3 separate regions of the Sus scrofa genome follow, and regions 1 and 3 are each linked to region 2. A link is a contact called in public Hi-C and HiChIP or PLAC-seq data. All regions are on one chromosome and are shown on one strand. Each heading gives the region's core, a stretch centred on a gene start, on an enhancer-like site or on the middle of the called end of the contact. The rest is flanking DNA. Distances are from core to core; before and after follow the strand shown. Region 1 overlaps AKAP13 (A-kinase anchor protein 13). Region 2 overlaps AKAP13 (A-kinase anchor protein 13). Region 3 overlaps AKAP13 (A-kinase anchor protein 13).

Region 1 (4,596 bases), core at 1,713-4,212, 210 kb after region 2:
TGCAGAAGAAGATGAGCAGTTCCGTCGTACGGCGGCTCGGCATCCCAGAGTGCATATTGCTTGTGACCCAGCGGATCACCAAATACCCGGTTTTGTTCCAAAGAATATTGCAGTGTACCAAAGGTGAGGGTTGTTGTGTTGTGTTGTTGTTGTTGTTTTAAGGGCTGCACCTGCAGCGTATGGCAGTTACCAGGCTAGGGGTTCAGTTGAAGCTGAAGCTGCTGGCCTACGCCATACCCACAGCAACTCTAGATCTAAGCCACATCTGCGACCTACACTATAGCTCACAGCAATGCTGGATCTTTAACCTACACTGAGCGAGGCCAGAAATCAAACCCCATCCTCATGGATACCAGTTGGCTTTGTTTCCACTGAGCCACAACAGGAACTCCATGGGTGGCTCTTTTGACTCAGTCTTACTTGCCAATGGACTGTTTTCCTGTGTGTCCAACAGCTCTAAGGACCCCATAGACAAACTCTTTCATGTCTAAGAGGTCTAAAAGAGATTGTTGTACCTTAAAAACCATTTTCTTGAATGAAAATGCGAAATGTTATGTCACCAGACTTGTGGTAAATGATAGCAAGAAGGGAAGGAACCACTTAGTGATTCCATCAAGAACTCAGTGACCTGAACAGCTCATCACTTAGCACTAGACTAGGAGATGCTTCCCACCTGCAGGTGATGGAATCACTGCGGTTTCTTTCGTGTCTGATCCTGCTCCTAGGCAGTTACATCAAGGATTAGCTAAATAACAGCATAAATGAAAAACTGCTTGCTCCTTCTCTCCCTCCCTAAAAGTGTTGGGTTCCTTCCACTTGAGAATATAGCATACAGTTGCATGTTATCTATATATCATTGAATTGTCTGTTTAGAATTAAAGTATAATGGAGCAGGGGGTAGGCACGTGACCTTTGCTGTGTTGGCCTTGCTCTGCCAGGGGGCCCACAAAGGGAAGACTTGCTTCTTGTGGAGCAAGAATGCAGGCTTTCCCCTCCTCCTACCCTTGTCTGGAAGGACCCATTCAAAACAGAATTATTCTTTCCTTCTCAGACAGTGAAGCAGAGCAGGAAGATCTGGCTCAGTCCCTGGGCCTGGTGAAGGATGTGATTGGAGCTGTGAACAGCAAAGTGGCAAGTTATGAAAAGAAAGTCCGTCTCAATGAGATTTATACGAAGACAGATAGCAAGTCGATCATGAGGATGAAGAGTGGTCAGATGTTTGCCAAGGAGGATCTGAAGCGGAAGAAGCTTGTGCGGGATGGGGGCGTGTTTCTGAAGAGTGCGGCAGGAAGGTTGAAAGGTGAGGCTCACTTTTGTCTGGGGCTAAAAGCACGTGCCAGAGGGGAGCAGGCCGAATCCAAGTGTGTTTGTTTAGTAATTCACCACCAGATTGTTCCTAGGGACCCATGTCCACACATCACACAGAAGCAAGTCATTTAATTGTTCCTAATCTTGTATCAAAAAGGACAGGTTTGAGAAGGCTCACAACACTGTACAAAATACAGTAAGATAATGAGGAAGCGATGCAGGCCTAGGAGAGGTGGGTGACGCCGTTGGGCTTGGGTGTGGCAAAACAGTTGCCAGGAGGGAAACACCGTCAGTTGCACAGTTCATAGACTCTGAGATTAAAAATACATCACTCATTCCAAAGAGATGTCAGAGGAATTTTCAGTTCCTGAGACCTTAGAGAAACGTAAGTTTAACTCAACAGCAACTAGATTTATTATTAAACCTTGTTACTCATATCCTTAATCTTTCTCTAAGCAAAAGAGAGCACAAAAGATACTCTTTTGTCCATTTGATTTTGGTTTTTACTTTTTAAGTGATCAGCTCCTTCACGTTAAGGAAATTAGGTTTATTAACTCATCTGTACATCTGGGTTTGCTTTAATAATTGTTTTTATCAAACCTATATTTTCTGGTGCTGTCTGGTAACTCTAACCTCACCAGTAGCCTTGGGTATACCCAGCCCTCTCCCTGGCCTTAGTGAGCTGAGTACACAAAGCAGCCCGGTGCTGTCAGCCCACTGGCATACAGCTCAGGTGAGTGAAACGGGTGCTTTTCTCATCTCCGAAGTCTAAGTGATGCTGTAGGTCACTACTGTCAGAACTCCCAAGAGTCCTTAGCTAGCGTTTCACCATGCTTAGGCCAACTATAAAGAAGTCCCAGGCGATCAGCTGGTCTCAGAGGTGAATGAAGCAGGACACCCTGCATTCTGAGATTGGGATCAGAATGAAGACGTGTAAAGAGGTTCTTGCTCCGCAGTATGATGGGACTGGAAGAGAGGTGTGGACTGGGGACTGGGAGAGGGTTGAGAGGTCCTTGTGAGAGCCTCGCTCAGCCCCAGTGAGGGTGGGAGGTGAACATGAGTTCAGTCTCAAAGGATGAAGAGGGAGCCAGACAGGTGGGAGGAGTAAGTGGAAGTGCAGAGATGAAGGGTCTGGCATGTGGAGAAGGGCGGGTGGTCAGGGTCTGGGACAAGCAGCAGAGTGAGACCGGGAGGGACAGGAAATAAGGCTGCAGCATCAGCTGGGGGCCGGGTTGGAGCGGGTGTGTACTCTGGACTGACTGCTGGGCTGACAGTGATCCTGGTGATAGGAGTGGGCGAAGAGTGGATTCAGAATCGAGGCTTTTAAGCAGGAAAAGGGTGGATTAGAGTGCATATAATTGAGCTGCCGGGGGCGGTGTAGCTACAGCGAGAGTGAAGAGGGCAGTCACTGTTACAGGGGTGCTAGGAAGGGCTTATCCAGGCAGGGCCATTTCAGAGAGAAGAAATACCCCTTCCTGCCACCAACCAGCCATGTATGTCACTGCTGCGTGGTGCACTGGAACCGAATGATCCCTGAGGCCCCTTCCTCCCAGCCCTGGTACTCAGCTGTCCTGAGACCCACAGCTGAGGACCCTGCCTTCACTGCCACTTCAGGACCAGCTTTGAGGCAGCCTGGCAGTTGAGAAGCACCTCCTCTCTCTTCTCTCCTGTAAGGATGGGTTTCCTAGAGCTGCTGCTGCCTGGAGCCAGCACTGTGTTCTTTCCTTTATACAGCATTTTATTGATTCATTCCCAAAATAAAAAGTAATAGATCCCAGCTGTTGGAATAAAGTTGTGGTCAAAGCAATGGTAGAACGATACGTTTTCTGGCCTGAAATGTCTCCAGTGGAGATAGGAATTGGTGTTTAGTCATTTTCACCCCAAGTGAACTTGTGCCAAGAACAGCCAGTACTATGTTGGGTAACCTTTGAAAGGGATGGGATTGTTTTTCTCTGATCTACTGACACTGATCATATAAACTTCAAGATCTAATAAAGTTGAAACTTGTGTTTTAGAACCTTTTTTTTTTTTTTTGGCAGACACCTGAACTATTTAAAAGTAAACTTTAAAAAAATTGTCAAAACTAATGGTAGTACATGGAAAATTACTCTAGTCCAGGCTGAAAAACTAGACCTCCCTAGGAATCAGACATTCTTGCTTCTGTTTTCTTCATAGCTTCGCAACGAATTACACAGAGAGGGGACCCCAGTTTTGGCAAAAGTGGTAGAAAAGGCCAGGAGGGGCCTGACCACCCAGAAGGGAACTGCATATAAGTCAGCCCGTTCTTTCTCTCCAGGGAGTCAAAATAGGCTCCCCTCTCCAGAATGAGGGTGGTACAGAGGGGCCGGCCTGTTAGATCTCAGTAGATGGCCCACCCCCAGGAACAGCACAGTTTGCCCTCAAGGAGGTAGTGGAAAGTGTCACTTCATACTCCTAAAGAATTAGAGCAAGAGTTTGTGACATTCTTTTGATTCCTGGGCCCAACTAGAGATGTTCATCTGGCTTTTGTTCTGTTTTAACTGAGATGCAGAGAGGTTGAGGTTGTCTGTGGTGTGTTGGAACTGGGGCTCAGAGAGGTTCTCACAAGGACTTTTGCTGCCAGTGGCCATTGTCCAGCCATCCCGTCCTCCCAGGGGTATGGAGGAAGTCTGCCTTTCATTGAACCGAGATATTCTTCTACCTCACCTTCTGGCAGCCTCCCTGTCTGCTGTCCCACGCCTTTCCCAGTACTATGATCAGAAGTGAAGAGTTAGTGACCTGAGCATTTTGTAGCATATGTTGCCATTAACATCTGTTGGAGTCCTGCTTCCCAACTTTTAAAAGTATTTTGTTCTAAAAACCTTGCTCATGGGATATATCGTTCCAGCACAGAGTGCTTTTAAGCCTTCCTACAACAAAGCTTTGGTGATAAATCCCATCTTAAAATGCTTCTGAAAGTCTCAAGACCAGATCCGGGAGGAGTGATCTCCACCCCATGTGCCCGTGGGTGTGCTGCTGAGTTAGTCTCTAATAAAGCCTGAAGGCTCTTGCTGGTTCTGCTCACTGGTCTCTCCTCTCCACTCTGCAGAGGTTCAAGCGGTCCTGCTTACTGACATTTTAGTTTTCCTTCAAGAAAAAGACCAGAAATACATCTTTGCGTCACTGGTAAGTGGAATTGTTCTTCTACTGTTTGTAGTTAACAGTGCTCAGTTTGCAGTTAATACGGGGAGGGTGAGTCGTGAGTGTAATGCAGTATTACTGCTCTCCCACCCCTCAGACTTAACTGGCCCAGGACAGAGTCCTCCAAGT
Region 2 (4,072 bases), core at 976-3,475:
TCGGCCCTAAAAAGGCAAAAAAACATAAAAGAGGAGGAGTTCCAGAAATTTGGATAGCATTTGCTCCTTTAACTTGTTATTCTTGGAATTTTAAAATTTCAGTCACATTAATATTAGAAATGAATTTTGGGGTGTATCTGGGGGACTTCTTTCATGCAAACCCCTTTTTTGAATGGTGGTAAAAATATGGCCATGAACAGAAACAGAAGGTTCCCTGCACTTGTGGTATTTGCATTATAGTGGGGAGAAGGCAGATAATGCATAACAAGAAAACATCAGGAAGAACAGTTTTATGAAAATGAAACAAGAGGATGTGATGTGATTGTGTCTGAGTAGAGGCTATTTTATTTTAGGTCAAGTGCTCAAGACCTCTGAGAGGTGGGCCTTTTAAGCTGAGACTCACTTAACTAGAAGGAGCCAGCCATGTGCGGTTTTGGCACAATGTTCTAGCTGAAGGGAACAAGTGCAGGAGCTCTAATCCAGGTGGGGGATCCATGTGGGAAACAGGAAGAACAGGGGCAGGACTCAGAGTGCAGAGGGGACTGGGTATGTTCTCTCCTGGATGATGTGGAGACTCAGGGAGGAGAGGCAAAAGCCTGATATTGAAGGATTTCACAGAAGGCTGAATGACCTCCCGAGGGGCCTGCCTTCTGTCTCATCTGAATACCAGCACAGCACCTACCTGTAAGTATACTCTGAATTTTTAGATCCTCCAATGGCTTGGGGTCAAGTCAGGCCTCTTGGGGATATTGGATTTATCCTAATGTAGAGCTGCAGCCTTAGACAGACTGGATTCTTAGTTTAAATGAAATATTTTGGACTACCTATTTGAGGAAAAATAGTTGTATTACTCTGTAGTCATCTTTAAGATCCATGTTTTAGGAGGGCTCAGGGAGCTAAGAATCCCATGATCCATGAGGTTGCAGGCTCAATCCCTGGCCTTGCTCACTGAGTTAAGGATCTGGCATTCTGCAGTCTGCAGTGTAGGCTGTGGATGTGTTTTAAATCTGGTGTTGCTGTGGCATAGGCCTGCAGATGCAGTTGCCATTTGACCCCTAGCTTGGGAACTTTCAGGTGCAGCCCTAAAAAGAAAAAAAAAAAAAAAGGTCCATATATTAGGTGTAAATTGGATGTTCTTGTATTGAGAAACTTTTGTTGTTGTTGTTTTTAAATAGCAAATTTGGATCTCATTTATCAGAGGACAGTGTAATTTAAAAATTCTGCTTAGTTTTTTATATTCTTTCATGCTTGAAATTGCTTCTTGGGAGGAAAAAACCCCGCATTTCTAAAATTTGCTATTAGTCCCTTTGTGAACCTAAATGAACAATGTATGATAACGATTTGATAGTAGGCCTTTCATTTTCTTTCTCGCTCTTTTTTTTTTTTTTTTTTTCTTTTTTCTCTTCTGTCCTTGTAGGACCGCACCTGCGGCATATGGGGGTTCCCAGGCTACGGTTCTAACTGGAGCTGTAGCCACTGGCCTACACCACAGCCACAGAAACGCCAAATCCGAGCTGCCTCTGCAACCTACACCATAGCTCACGGCAACTCTGGATCCTAAACCCACTGAGCGAGGCCAGGGATCGAACCCACAACCTCATGGTTCGTAGTCGGATTTGTTTCTGCTGTGCCATGACGGGAACTTCCACTTTCTGGGGGGTGTGTGTGGGTCTTGGTTAGTAATCATCTTTGTGATTAATAATGTTGCTAAGGAAATAAATGTGATAACAATGTCTTTATTGTGCATATGCTGTAAGGGAATATGTGCCGAAGCCCCAGGGGGAGTGTAGCTGAGAGTGTCCAATAGTGTTTTATTCTAGAGATGTATTCTGTGAAATAAATAACCTAGTCTCTTAGCAGATTGAAAAGGTAATGCTAGACATAATTCCTGTATCTCTTGAATCCTGAGTTATTATCTCTAGCCTTTATGGGACTTATGGTCTGAGCTTTTCTTTTGCAGTAAAAAACTTAGAGCAAACGAAGTGGCTGCTATATTTTTATGCACATAGTACATGTACCCTTTGGCTGTAGAGCCCTTCTCAGGATAAAAGCATAGACTTCCCAGAAGGGATGGGAGATGGGGAATGTTATCAGATGATAAAAGAAAAAGGCAGGCACATGAAGCAAAGGTTCCTATTTCTAAAACAAACAAAAAGGCCCACCCACACACACTGATCGTTAGCGGACCTAGCAACCTAGCAAGTGGACATTAGCAACAGTAAATAAATCCTCCCCCAGACTAACAGCTGAAAAGGAAGCAAGATTTTTAAACTTCGGAAGGAGGAGAAGGGTGGGGTCTTTGGTTGCCTCTTATCTCAGACCCCAGGCTTATTCTAGAAGAAATCTGGCCAGGCCAGGCTGGAAGCTCGGTGAGGTACAAAGAGACAGTAGGGTCAAGAATAAAGTACTGGATTAATCCTGTAGATTATAAGCTAGAGAAAGTCACTTCCTTTCTCCTCTCATCACTTTACTTTTCTGGAGAAAAAGTTGTGATGATGCACCCAAGTAACTGTCCCACAGGCAGCTCTCTGTGTGGGAGTGAACTTTGTGGGAGAGGTCAGGGGTGGAGGACAGTTTGATGAGTCATAGGAATCATTGTATTTTAGGGGCAGTTGAGCTCAGTTTTCTGGAAGAGTGAAGAAACTGAGCTACAGAGAGATGGAGGGATTTGATTGAAGCTTCATGGGGGTTGTGGTAGATCTGGTCAGGTAGCAGAATCCAAAAATAATTAGCCCAGCCTGTTTGCAGGAGGCAGTGCTTTAAATTTAGGATTCAGAGTACGTGTACAGAGAAGTCATGGTGTAAGTCTGGGAATAAGTGGGCTAAGTAAGAGAGAAGAAGGTAGCTATGGGATCACTGAAAGAAGAGGAATGTTTGAAAAGATAGCATTGAACTTTTTTTCAGAGGAGTAAACAGGTAAAGATTAGATAGCCAATGTGTATGCACTGTAGGCACATTGGAGAGTAGTTTACAGTTACTAATTGAAATCCCTCTTAAGTAGAAAAAAAGAGTCACAATGTGGATTGTAATTTTTGATGTAGGGAAGTCAGTAATAGCCATCCTTTTGAATTACTTGGTGAAACACTTATCTTTATACTTAGAGCTTCTTCAGGCGGATAGGCGGGTTTTTTTAGCCTGGGACCAGTAAAAGGAAGGGAAGGCGAAGATCCTGAACAGTAAGGCATTTTTCTTGTCCAGTGCAGCCCCTGTGGCTCTTTGATGCTTTTCTCTATTAGAATAATGTCCTGGAGTTCCTGTTGTGGATCAGCAGGTTAAGAACACAACATAGTGCCCGTGAAGATGCGAGTCGATCCCTGGCCTTGCTCACTGAGTTAAGAATCCAGTATTGCCACAAGCTGCAATATAGCTCACATATGTGACTCAGATCCAGTGTTGCTGTGGCATAGGCCTCCGCTGCAGTTCCAATTTGACCCCTAGCCTGGGAACTTCTGTATGCTGAGGATCTGGCCATAAAAAGGGGGGCGGGGAGAAGAAGAATGTTTTACCAGTTGCCGAGATGTTCCGGGGGCATTGAGTACTTTATGGTTAAGAATATTCTACAATTGATTGCTGTGGCTTTCATACTGACTTGAAAGGTTTATACTGGACGCTGATGATTTGCTAACTAAAATGACTGTAAGGACATATTTAAGGAGGGAAAACTTGGGGTTCATTTCCCAGATTATTCAGTTATAAACTCGTCTTTTGAGGTCCCCAAGATTTGTGGTCCAGGTGTCCCTCAGGAAAACCGAAAGTTTTTTTTCCTTAAAAAATGAAATACTTTTTTTTTTTTTTTTTAAAGCAGAGAGATACTCATACATGACATGGAAATTCATTTCCAACCGTGCTGTAAGGTTATGTAAGGGATGGTTACCATTACACACCATATGATTGGGATAAAACCCACATATGTTAGATTTTCAAAGGGATGAGCCATTCTAATTACAAATTTCCAGACCCCAACAGATCTGTTTGTTTATGTCCTCCTTCCTTTCTTAGCACTGAGTGTTTTTGCATGTAATTGCTTCTGGGAGGAGGCAGAAACATTTTCACAGTAGAGAAACATCGTAAG
Region 3 (3,953 bases), core at 533-3,032, 180 kb after region 2:
TGTGACCTACACCACAGCTCACGGCAACACCAGATCCTTAACCCACTGAGCAAGGTCAGGGATTGAACCCACAACCTCATGGTTCCTAGTCGGATTCCTTAACCACTGAGCCACGACAGGAACTCCTAGAACTAGTTTTTTTAATGTTAATTAGTGTAAACACTCTATAGTATATATAATATACTTTATGTATAACATAATATATACTATATAATATATAGTCTCATACCTGTAGCCAGTATATAAGAAATTTTTGAGAAATTGAGGACTGAGCTCTTATATGTCCTTTTATGAATTATCATTAACTGGCATGAGTTATTAATAAGATAAGTATCGGAGTTCCCGTCGTGGTGCAGTGGTTAACGAATCTGACTAGGAACCATGAGGTTGAGGGTTCGATCCCTGGCCTTGCTCAGTGGGGTAAAGATCGGCGTTGCCATGAACTGCGGTGTAGGTTGCAGACGCGGCTCGGATCCCACGTTGCTGTGGCTCTTGTGTAGGCCAGTGACTATGGCTCCAATTTCGACCCCTAGCCTGGGAACCTCCATATGCCACAGGAGCGGCCCAAGAAATGGCAAAAAGACAAAAAAATAAAAATTAAAAAAAAAAATTAGGTAAGTATGTTGAATCTTTTTTGAAAGAGGGAGAACCTTAAACAGGAAGTATAACAGGAACACTGGCAGTTTCTGCTTTTGTCTTTTAGTATCTTCAAGAAGTAGTGCTGTTTCCTGCTGAGTAAATTTGCTTGCTGTGGAGTATTTAACAGCAATATGCATAATGTCTGCATTCATAAAGGGTGTAGGGTGACCCTCTTTAAATCATCCTGTCACACTGATTTTCTTTCTTCCAAGCTTTCCTTTTTACAGACAACTAGGAGATGGTTAGAGATGTTTTAGACAAATTCTTAATTGACTTGAGAAGTAGGCATTTTCAGATGCAAGGATCACATTCCTGCACAGCTGCTAGTATACTCTGTAACTTCATAACAAGACATTGAGCTTCAACTCCTGCTTCTGTGGTGTGTCTAAAAAAGAACTAAATCCATCAGCGTTTCAAAGGTGCCGATTAGGGTAGAGTAGTGTTTGCAGAGGCCTGCATCAACATTAAATATAATTATCTCTCTCATTCCGTCTTTGATTAAAGATCTGCAGTGTGACAGTTGCTTTAATCACAGCATGTTTCACAGTTTTCCAGAGAGTTCTCTGATTTTTTTCAATTGTAATTACTTGTCTAAAATGGTAGGTTTAGAAAAATGAAAAATCATTTACCCCTCATAGTATCATAGTGTAGTTGTTACCTTCATCTTTCTCTTTAAATATGAGTTTCTATTTCCCCAGCACACCGTTTTAAAGCATTTTGGGAGGTGTTGAATCTGGAAAAGTCCAGCTTCAGAAAACAACCAATCACCACTTTACCACAAGCCACCTCACTAAAAATTTTCTTAGGAAACTAACCGCTTTTTATAAAATGAGGACGTCTGTTTAAATAGATGTGTTCCTTAACTTCAGGTGTTAAAAAATTGGCCTCAATCTTGCCAGAGTTCCCATCTTGCAACGTAAATACTCTCCACACAGTGTGTTTGGAGAATTTGTTCTGTCTCATGTCCTGTGTCTTTTGTAACAGGGTAGTTGGCTCTACTGGCAGCATTCAAATAGTTAAGCTTGTCTTAAGGAAATAAGCAACCTCAGCCCTCCCTCCTTCCCTTTCTCAACCAGTCTACGGCTTCCTCTTACAGTTTCTGTAATGGTTGTTCTCATGGCAGCTCAAAGCTGCTGGGCTCTGCCCTGCTGGCATGAGCCCTTCCTTCCGTGAGAGCACACTTCCTGGCATGGGGGTGGAACCATGTCGGTAAGATGGGGTCGGTTTCATGAAGCACCCCTCGTAACAGTGAGAATCATAGGACCAAAACATGGGGAGGTAAGAGCCTGACTTCTTTAAAGCACTAAATTCTAATAAACACAGGAAGAGATGGTAGAGTTTATTGTTTTGTTTTGACCCTTGGAAGAGCTAGTTTGGATTGTTTCAAAGAGTTAGGAAATTATTAATTTACTCAGATTTTGAGAGCATTGCAAGGAAGGCTTGAGAGAATAAGTTAGTTGCCGTAGAAGATTTTCTTATCTCTTGAAACATGCTTTTTAGCTTTCTTCAGCAAAATGTCAGGTGCTGTTCAGTTTAACATTTCATGTGTGGAGAAGCCTTCATCAAAAGGTAGTTAAAAGAAAAAAGTTACACGAAAAAACTCAATTTTCGTGGTTGATTTTTATTAAAGTTTTACATACTTTAACAGTTACTGATTTTTACTCAGAGCAGTTTCCTGTTTTGTAAAGTGAGGTAGTTTGTTTTTCTCCCTTCCTCTGTTGTTGTTTTATATAGTTGTGAAGCAAAGCAATTTGGCTCTTGGATTTTTTTATGTGTATTCTGTTCACAAAGGGCTTTATACAAATCAAACTTAATAAACATTCACCATTTCAGTATAGTGCATGAGTTCTGAATAGGAAGTCAGAAGACCTGGGTTCTGATTTTAACTGCAGATCGTTTGCTGTGTGACCTTCTGTGAGTCAACAAACCTCTCTAGCCCTTGACAGTAGAGCATAGTAAACTAGAGCCCAGCTGTAGAGTTGGCAGATCTGGGTCTTAATTGCAGCTAGGTTAGTTATTGTTATGCAGCCTCCATTGCGGTATCAGACATCTCTAAGCATCAGCCTCCTCAAATGCAAGATGGAGATAGTAGATGGTACATGCTTCATTGAGTCGTTACGGGAAAATTCATGTTATTGGCTCACTGCAGTGTTTGGCACATAGTAACTGTTCAAACTTAGAGCTGTTCTTTATATCTTTTTCTTATCAGTTAGAAAATGAGACGCATAATGCCCGCCCTATTCACTTCAGAGTTATTGAATCAGATGAAACAATGTACATGGAAGGCATCGATTCAAAATGTAAGGCATGTAGTAGTTGTCATGACCACTAACTTCAGGGTACCCATTTTTCAGGAGTTTTTTTAGATTATGAGAGGTATTCTATGCCCTGGAAAATGGTACCCCAGAGTTAGCGATCATGACAACTGCTGAATACATTCTTCCTGCTTCTGTGAATTGTAGTTCATGGTCGGATTACGTTGGAAGGAAATGATTCACTTGATGTTGATTAACCAGCTGAGTGTCTGCGTAACCATGCTTGCAAAGGATCTTTGATGGAGAGCTAGTTTTACCCCACAGCCCTAGTCCCCCAAGAGTAGTGTGCACTGGAAATGTCCCTGACTGCTTAGGTGTTTTGTTAAGGATCTAGCATGCATTAATATTTCTTAAAGTTTGCATGGTTTAAATCCCTGCTCCCTCAAGTTTGAAAATTGGGCAAAAAAAAAAAAAAAAAAAAACCTTGAAATTCTAGTGAGTAAAAACAGAACATGTATATGTGGAGGATATTTCAGTACTTCTGGCTAGAGTAAGGGAGGAAATCTCAGAGAGGTGCCCTAACTTTAGGGGTATATGATGGGTGGGAGGCAGTCAGAGGAGAACTTCGATCCCTTTTCTTGCTGTGCAGCCATCTTTCCTCCCCTTGGGGCTGGTCCCAGACTGTTACCATCCTTTCTTCTACTCGCTGCCTGCTTCCCCTGTGGCTGAGCTATGGCTCGCTGAGGAGGCTTGGTGGCCACTGCAGACTCCTCCTTCTCCAGCACCAGAAGCCTCTTGCTCTCCAGTGTTGGTCCTTGTATCTGTTGTCATAAATAACCAGTGAATAAGCCACTAAAAGAACTGTTTAGCCTGCACAGTCCTCCTAAAACTTTTTCTAATGCTCACAACTTAATAAAAAATTTTGTCCAGACAGTGCTCCTAACTTTTATCCAAAACATTGACCAGCTACTGCTGACCACATACCAGGTGGGTATCCTTCTAGAAGGGAAGGCCTTCTAGTATTCAATTAAATGTTGATTCTTTTCTTTGGCAGGAAAA

The links. A called contact is a pair of places that touch in the nucleus more often than the background predicts. HiChIP or PLAC-seq counts read pairs in DNA pulled down with a chosen protein or histone mark.
Region 1: a Hi-C map of liver shows a contact between it and region 2, with 4 times the contacts expected there. The contact joins two enhancer-like sites. A contact is called at or near these places in 4 of 47 Hi-C or Micro-C datasets (embryonic fibroblasts, fetal heart ventricle, heart right ventricle and 1 more) and 1 of 2 datasets of contacts at active chromatin or transcription factors (alveolar macrophages).
Region 3: a contact with region 2 is called in an H3K27ac HiChIP or PLAC-seq map of alveolar macrophages. The contact joins two enhancer-like sites. A contact is called at or near these places in 1 of 47 Hi-C or Micro-C datasets (embryonic fibroblasts) and 1 of 2 datasets of contacts at active chromatin or transcription factors (alveolar macrophages).

The regions. Positions count from the first base shown.
Region 1 is chr7:88,199,214-88,203,809 of Sscrofa11.1, forward strand. It overlaps AKAP13 (A-kinase anchor protein 13), which reads left to right. Exons shown (of 38, transcript XM_021099912.1): 26 at 6-123; 27 at 1,052-1,300; 28 at 4,376-4,452. Among named protein-coding and RNA genes, the nearest start is that of KLHL25, 90 kb to the right of the region's middle. Within about 2 kb of position 2,963, at least 20 of the 83 cell types and tissues checked have an H3K27ac peak or open chromatin away from gene starts, as enhancers often do. A contact at or near this core is called in alveolar macrophages and liver, where this site is marked.
Region 2 is chr7:87,990,441-87,994,512 of Sscrofa11.1, forward strand. The region is part of intron 2 of AKAP13 (A-kinase anchor protein 13); the gene reads left to right. Among named protein-coding and RNA genes, the nearest start is that of AKAP13, 100 kb to the left of the region's middle. Within about 2 kb of position 2,226, at least 26 of the 83 cell types and tissues checked have an H3K27ac peak or open chromatin away from gene starts, as enhancers often do. A contact at or near this core is called in alveolar macrophages and liver, where this site is marked.
Region 3 is chr7:88,168,844-88,172,796 of Sscrofa11.1, forward strand. It overlaps AKAP13 (A-kinase anchor protein 13), which reads left to right. Exons shown (of 38, transcript XM_021099912.1): 18 at 3,949-3,953. Among named protein-coding and RNA genes, the nearest start is that of KLHL25, 120 kb to the right of the region's middle. Within about 2 kb of position 1,783, at least 24 of the 83 cell types and tissues checked have an H3K27ac peak or open chromatin away from gene starts, as enhancers often do. A contact at or near this core is called in alveolar macrophages, where this site is marked.